2 separate regions of the Zea mays genome follow, and region 2 is linked to region 1. The links are chromatin contacts, called in public Hi-C maps. All regions are on one chromosome and are shown on one strand. The core of a region is the stretch at or near the end of the contact, and the rest is flanking DNA. Distances in the headings are between cores, read along the strand shown. Region 1 overlaps LOC100383196. Region 2 holds the start of LOC103640877 (ribonuclease 3).

Evidence for each region. Hi-C and Micro-C count contacts between places; a contact is called where the count stands out from the background.
Region 2: a Hi-C map of ear shows a contact between it and region 1, with 2.4 times the contacts expected there. The contact joins the promoter of LOC103640877 here to the enhancer-like site in region 1. A contact is called at or near these places in 2 of 25 Hi-C or Micro-C datasets (ear and leaf).

What each region holds. Positions count from the first base shown.
Region 1 is chr10:13,677,869-13,681,802 of Zm-B73-REFERENCE-NAM-5.0, reverse strand. LOC100383196 reads right to left here. Exons shown (of 14, transcript NM_001175858.1): 12 at 3,366-3,934; 13 at 2,596-2,786; 14 at 1,854-2,504. The coding sequence ends at 2,303. Among protein-coding and RNA genes, the nearest start is that of LOC100383196, 5.8 kb to the right of the region's middle. Within about 2 kb of position 1,647, at least 19 of the 20 cell types and tissues checked have an H3K27ac peak or open chromatin away from gene starts, as enhancers often do. A contact at or near this core is called in ear and leaf, where this site is marked.
Region 2 is chr10:13,781,735-13,785,568 of Zm-B73-REFERENCE-NAM-5.0, reverse strand. It overlaps LOC103640877 (ribonuclease 3), which reads left to right and starts at 1,268. Exons shown (of 2, transcript XM_008664330.4): 1 at 1,268-2,073; 2 at 2,145-3,008. The coding sequence starts at 1,528. The coding sequence ends at 2,921.

The DNA of each region.
Region 1 (3,934 bases), core at 398-2,897:
TGTTTTTATAGTTCATAAGATGCAAAGTGGATTGGACTGAAGCTCTGAGAATGCAACACCTTAAAATAAAACCTAAAAGAATCATAGAAGATTTATAAATACTCAGCACAAATCCAAGACAGAAGACCAAAATAACACAAGAAAAGAAGATATAAGAATCAAGAAAAGGCTTGTCAGCTGGCACACCGAACCGATCCAGTGGTGCACCGGACCGAGAGCGCAGAGAGCTCTGCAAACAACTCTCGGACAACTAGCTATCCGGACCGGTCTGGTGGTGCACTGGACCTCTGCACTGTTGCAGAAAATCTATTAGTCGACCAACGACTAGCTGACATGGAGGGTCCAAACAAGCGGTTCGGTGCGGCGCACAAAAGTCTGCTTTCCTCCAACGGCTAGTTTTGGATGGAGGCTCTATAAATACCCCTAGCCAGTCATTTGAAGGTGTGGGAGCCTAAGCAACATACCAAGCAAGGTCATACACATTTCCATAACTCCAAACACTCAAGTGCTTAATAGAATCACTCGGTGATTAGCGTGGGTGCTTTGCGAAGTGCTTAGGTTAGTTAGACCGCTTATGCACTTGCTCTAGATTTGTTCCCAGTTGTGGGAGTGAGGTTAGACAACTCACAAATCCCTAGGCTCTTGCGCGAACCATTGTAAGTGTACTGAGTGGGGCAAGAGTCTTGCGAGACCACACCAACCTAGTTTATGATATAGCTGCCACCGTGTACTAGAGGGAACGAGGCCTGCGGCGTTTCAGCCGAAAGCTCGATAGTGAAGACAGCAGGTAGCGTCCGAGAGGAGGTCGGAAGCGGAGCACCACTTGCGTGTGGAGAAGGCATGCGGCTCTCTACGGAGTTACTCGACCGGATGTTTGGCCCTCGTGTGGGCTTTCCTTGTGCATGAGCACCAACGAGGATTAGTCAGAACCTTACACGGTTCTGGATTTCTCGTTAAAAATATCGGTGCGTCTATCGAAATTTGCAATCTCTATCTTTGCTTTTTAGCTTCCGCATTTACATTAGTTACTTAATTTGCAATCTATATTATTCTTAGTTTAGAATATAGGTTTGGAACTTTGGTTACATAACTCTTTTAGCGATAGAGATAGCAACACTTAGACAAAACCTGAATTGCACATTCTTGTTTAGTTATTTGCATATTTTTTGTTTAAGAGATTTATTTGTGGTCTAGATTAGCGCAATTTTAAAAGTCCTAATTCATCTCCACTTTGGCGTCTGTGTTCTTTTCATAGGCCACCTGCATTAAATAGGGATAATCTTGGCTTATACAAATACTTAATGCTCTTTAGTCAGTTTTTGTTTGTCAAACTATTAAGTTTAGGAAAGTGAAAGCAAACACGGCAAACTTAAACCGGCCGGCGGGGCTGCTGGGCGACACGGCCATAAATCCTGTCGGGCTCGGTGGACGCCGTTATGCGGGGCCGTATCTCGTGCAGGGCCGGCAGCGCCGAGACAAGGAGATCCATTCCAATCCACATTACCCACCCCCGCCGCGCGGCATCGTACGAGTAGGATCTTGTGCGGCTGCATCCGCAAATCTGGGTCTGGGAGGGAAGGGAGCATTCAACACTGGTCGGGCTGGGCCACTCGCTCATCAGTCACGCACGCCCCGTGCGCCGTGCGCGGGGCCTCCCCCTCTGTCACGGAACAGGAGTTTGGTGCTGCAGCAGAACAGAGCAGCCCACCACACCTGCACGTCAGTGTAGCAGCAAATCAAGCTCACTACCATGGCTGCAGATCCTCTCAACCATGCAAACCCTTCGACATCCGCACCCATCGAACCGACAGTTGCAGGTCATACCCAACACAAACTGGAGCATGACTTCGAGTACCATGACAATACATTACTACGCTTCAGATCCAAGGCTATTTACAGCGCTCCGCAAGGAAAAGGATTGGCCAAGCAGGCGCACCAGCGGTTTCTTGCCTGCTTTCTCCTGCTCTGCTACAACTTACCCCCAGGCGGGTCAGCACACAGAGCAGGGCACACACCCCCCAAAAAAATCCAGCTTACGACGGGAAACTAGCACCAGGAGAAGCACCATCTACAAACTGGGTACCGCGGGGCTTTTACCCGGAGGCATACACACAAAATTACCTACCTACTACACACCACTGAAACACACCCCTTTCTCGTTCTTCCGGTCACTCTGACACGTGGCCTTTTGTCTGCTTCACCACTTTCAAAAGGGCTGCAAGAAGTGAAACACACACAAGATTAGCTTAGGGTCAGTAGTTCTTCCGTGCAGCCAAGGCTAGACATTGCTGCTGAAGCTGCCTCACTGACTGGACAAGTTAGCGCGGTTCTCAGAATCGACAGCCGAAGTCGAGGGGCCGCTCCGGGGCTCTTTGGAAGCCAGCCCTCTTCCCAGCGAGTCAGACAGGCAGTCTTCGAGCCTCGCGTTTAGGGCGCCTGGGTTCATCCTCTCCACTTCCTCCCTTGTGTAGATGAAGATCTTGTGGACCATGTCACAGAACTCACTGCGCAGACAGAGGGAATCCAAGGTTAATCGTGACTGCATTTTCGATCAGCAGGCGGCGGAACGGATATTCAGGTGGGTAGGACACTTGCTTCCAGGGGTCGTCGCCGACCAGCATCATGTCGCCTTCGTTGTCAGTGTAGACGACCAACCAGTTCCTGCAAGGACTCTTCAGCTCACCATCGAAGTCAAACATCTGGTCTAGTTCGGCAATCAGCTCATCGTAGCAAGCGAACTTTGTTAGATCGATCGATCTCCCGAGGGCGCTGCCTTGCTTATGGACCTGAAATGGGAAAGCCTTGTCATATTCAGAAATTCCACAAACAACACGACGTTCCTCAAATATAATAAGAGGGCAAAAGGAGGAAAATGGAAGTAATTAGATAGAATATTTGACCATTACCATTAGAAAGCTAAGATTTCTCAAGGCCATGTCACTATGACAATGGTACATTTGTCATCACATATCTGTACTTAATAACCATTTACATAAGGCTAGACTATATATAGAAAAGGCATATTGCTTATAGATTAAAAGGCCTTATCACACTATCACAGGATTCCCAAAGCGTTCTTTTTTTCTTTTTTGACACCCAAACTTGAGGATAAATAGCTCTGTGGATGATGCCAAGCAGATCCAAACATGACACTTGCAGGAGCAAGAAAAACTTAAAGCAATCTATCAGCACGAAAGATTACAGAACTAGCAGATTTTATCGAACTGGTGCTTCTACATGCATAAAACATGTTGCCAAAAGAGACCAACAGCACATAACTTCATCGAAGCATGCTTTGAAGCCTAGGATGCATTTATGTATCAAGGGGATGACTAGAAAAGAAAAAGGTGCAAGATATGGTCAACCTTCTTGCAGCTTCTGGTTGAACTACTTTGCACTTTGTTCTGGATATTCTGGGTAGCTTCTGAACAAGGCTCATTGTTGTCTGTTGGAGAAGTTTGAAGTTTCCCGTCATATGCGACACTTGGTGGGGATACCAGAGGTTCAGATTTTTCTGGACTGCCAAGAGGAATCCCAAATAGTTTGAATGAAGTGCCTTTGGTTTTCTGAACATCATTTCCAATAACCAAAGGCTGGGACCTGATCAAACTTGACGATGCATGGTCTGTGTGGGAATTTGACTCAATAGATCCAAACCAGCCTGTGGAGCACTGATCAGTGACATGGCCCTGAAGTGAAGTGAAAGCTGATTTCCCAGTAAAATTTGCAGCTTCAGGTGTCACTAGATTATTCTGTTGAATCATCCTAAAACCACTGCTATGAGGCATAAAAGACAATGTGCCATGTAACATGTTGTGATTGGCTTGTTGAGCTGGATAACGGGCATCGGCTGTGACCCAGGTACTTGAGCGAGTCCCAGATATTTTATTAGGAAAAGGACGAAGTGGATTATGTGCATCCTTCAGTGGTTGAA
Region 2 (3,834 bases), core at 19-2,518, 100 kb before region 1:
TTAGCACAGTATTCCTTGCGGAAGAAAAGACGACGTACATACTCTCAAGTCTCAAGGCAGTACTATGAACTGATTTTTCAGTTATTGTTACCATTTGAGATGCACTGCCTCTGATGCTTAGCACATGATTTCTAGCATATAATCCTCTGTTTGGTATTTCATACGCAAACGAGTGAACAGCCCCGTGGTATCCAACGGATCTTCGTTTGCAGAGCGAAGTTTGAAACAGAAGAACTCACGTTTGGTGTCCTTACATTTAAAATTGCAGAATGGGAATGTTTCCTGCGTGCCTGTATCTGTCGGTGCCATGCATTGCAAATGTCCCCTTGATGATGGCGGCCTAAGTACCGATTTAGTGGTGGTTGGACGAGCTTAAATTAATTAAACGCACACCTCCAAGTATATATACATGTCACCTGCCCTCTTCTTTTTTATATATATCTGCGTACGTACGTGCTTCCGGCTGCTAGCTGCGTGCCTAGACTTGTTGTTAGCAATAGAGCCTGCGCCTCCCTTTCCGGTGACGGCGACCTCCCTCCTACTGGCTACTGCCCGGCCCTTTTTCCCGTGACGCCGACCAGCTACTGGAACACCGTCGGTATCGGATGCTGCTCTGCTTCAAGCCCTGCGTGCCACATTGGTTGGGTCAGCTCGCGCATGATTTTTTTGGTGAAGTTTTGATACGTATGGGGGGCTTGCATGTTCCTCTGTTCCTGTTCTCTTCTCTGGACAGTTTGTTACTTTACATGCATGAGGCAGGCAAGATGATGAGACAAAAGGTTAAGATTATGTTTTTTAAGCTCTAAAATTAATAGTTAGTTACTAAAAATTAGTTGTTAGGTTTCAAACAGCCTCAACTAATACTGCAGCGAATTGTTACCTGCTAACGATTAGTTCATTAGCTGGTTCAACCTAGCTAATAATTTATTAGCTGGCTAATTATTAGCTCTAAGGATTTCAAACAGGACTTAAGCTCCCGTGATAATAAGCTACTGTATCGGACTTTGTTACCTGCATCTCCAGGTAATTAGGACCCAGTGGTGGTGGATAAGTGGGGACTGAATCCAATCCCTCCTGAGGCTGGTGGCAGTGCGGGCGGCAGCGCGGGCGAGAAGAGGCCGCTGCCGCCCGCGCGCGGGCGATAGGCGGGCGAGAGGCCGGCGCCGGGCGACGGTGCTCGCGCCCGGCGAGGGCGGGCGATATCGCCTCGCTCTCGCCCGCGCTGGAGCGCCCGCCCGGGCGAGAGGCGGGCGAGAGGGAGGCGAGGCACTGGCGGGGCGAGAGCGCGGGCGAGAGCGACGTGGCGCGATCTGATTGGTCCACGTGTCGCGATCTGATTGCTCCACGTGTGCTAGCTGTTGCAACTAGCCGTTTTTGACCGTTTGGAGTCCAAAAAATTCGAAAAAAATTGCAAAAAATCACAAATTTCATCCCCAATCCCTCTATATATACCCCTACCCGGGTGGAGCTCATTCCACACACCATTCCATCTCATTTTTCTCTTCCAAACTCCCCTTTCTTCACACAATGTCGGGTTGGTCCCCAGATTTGAACACCTTCACGGATCTCTTGCAGTCCGATGGGTCACCTACAACCCTTCCGTTAGATGAGTCTTCTTCACTACATCGTCGCTCCGATGTTTCAGCCTCACTCCCCCGTGCACTATTTCCGGCTGCGCGTCCACCACCATACCCTTATCCCTATCATTTGTATCAATATCCACCGTCTTCATATGGTCAACCTCCAACTTCCCAAGCCGGAATTCAAGCCTCATTCCCGGTACGTCTGTATGCCCCTCCCCCACCTGCTGCGGACGGAAGTCAAGCTTCTTTCCAGATACCTCCATACGCCCCTCCTTCATATGCTCCACCTCCGTATGGAGTACCTCCTTATGCTCCATATGCTCCACCTCCGTATGGAGCACCTCATCCATATGCTCCACCTACGTATGGAGCACCTCCTCCAGTTGCACCTTTATCTGTTGGATCTGAAAACCAAGCTGAGGAAAATCCCGTGCCGAAGGAAAAGCGTCCAAAGAGGCTAGAGTGGACGAAGGAAGACGAGGAAAAGCTGGTGAGTGAATCATTTCTCATTTATTTAATCTTGATTTTTTTAGTTTACTTATATTATAGGTTTTATTGTAGGTTAATGCTTGGTTTATGCATTCTAATGATCCCATCTCCGGCAACAATAAGAGCGGATCAAGTTTCTGTGGCCAAATAGCGGCAACATATAACTCCACCTCCGACCCTATCCGTCATCAAACCGCCAAGCAACTTAAAGATCATTGGGTCACCTACAACCGGGAGGTGACCAAGTTCAATGGATTCTACCTCCAAGAAGAAAGGTTGCGTCAGAGCGGAGCTGACGATGCAATGGTCATGGATGCAGCAATGGCGAGGTTCGAGGGTAAAATGGGGCATCCATTTAAGCGCCATCATTGGTGGCAAGTTGTTCGCCACGAGCCCAAGTGGTCAGCAAAGCATGGTCTTGGTAGTGGATCTGATTCGACTGCGAATAAGAGAACCCGACTCGGAGTCTCTGGTGAATATAGTTCTGGAGGCACTGAAGACACCGAGAAGGAAGTGCCCCAACCAGTGGGGCGTGATAGGGCAAAGGCTGCTGCGCGAAAGACAAAGACGAAGGGGAAAGGGAAGGAAGCCACGAGCAGCGAATCAACAAGTGAAGCATTCAAAATGAAGAACTTGTGGGGTGGATTAGTGAAGGCCAAGCTTTTGAAGCAATGGAACATCCTAAAGGGTCGATCAACCGGAGATATGGACCCGGCTGAAAGACGTACCCATGGCAGGGCCGTAAAGATGGTCGAAAAAGAACTTGGTCTGCTAGATGACGAAGAAGAGGAACCGGAAGCGGAACGTGAAGAGGAGGAAGATGAGGATGAGATCGAGGAGTCCGATTAGAGTTATGTAATTTTATTTTAATTATCATGTCATTTTATTTTAATTATTATGTACTTTGTAATTTTTAATTCAATAAAAAATATTATGTTGTGTGTTTTCTGAGCGTTGAAATAAATCCGCGTGAATTACTTAATTCTGAAATAGAAAAGCTGACGTGGCTATAGCCTGAGGCTGTAGCCTGCTGCAGCCTGTGCACTGGAGCAGCAGGGGCGAGAGTGGAGGCGAGAGCTGACGTGGCAGGGGCGAGAGGGAGGCTGTGCACTGGACTCAGCAAGACCATTGGGTGGGTGAAAGAGAACGTACTAATTTCACCGTCAGTTGAAGATCATTGGGTGGTACCGTATGGTTCTCTAACGGATAGTATAAAATAGGGAACATAGAAATGTGGATAATATTATGATACTGTTTAACACTATTTGTAGAGTAAATTTTGAAATAGAGGATGAAATAGGATATAGGATAGAGGATCTGCTGATATAGCATTAGTTACGAAGGGTATGTTTGGTTGGATGTACATAGTGGGATGAGAAGGGGCAGTCACAGTTTTTATAATGTTTGGATGAGAGTCACGTAGGACAAGGTAAACACCGGAGTAGTTTTTTGTGGCGGCGTGATCCAAAAAATAGAGGGGACGATGTTACCCCCGCTTCATCCCACTTTGACCTCAAACCAATCATATCCGAAGTTTCTACGTACATCAGTTGCTTATCTTGTCTGCTGTCTAGTGTCAACCAAAGACAACCAATCTGAGAGGCTTATTAACTAGCCTTGTCCTTACAGACATGGTCTACCGTACCAGTTTCTTTTTCTCGGTTTTTCTTATTGCCCTTGGTTCAATTAATTAACCAGCGATTGTAATTTATACATGTACCAATTTCAGAAGATTCGCATATAACTTAGCTTTGGACTACTC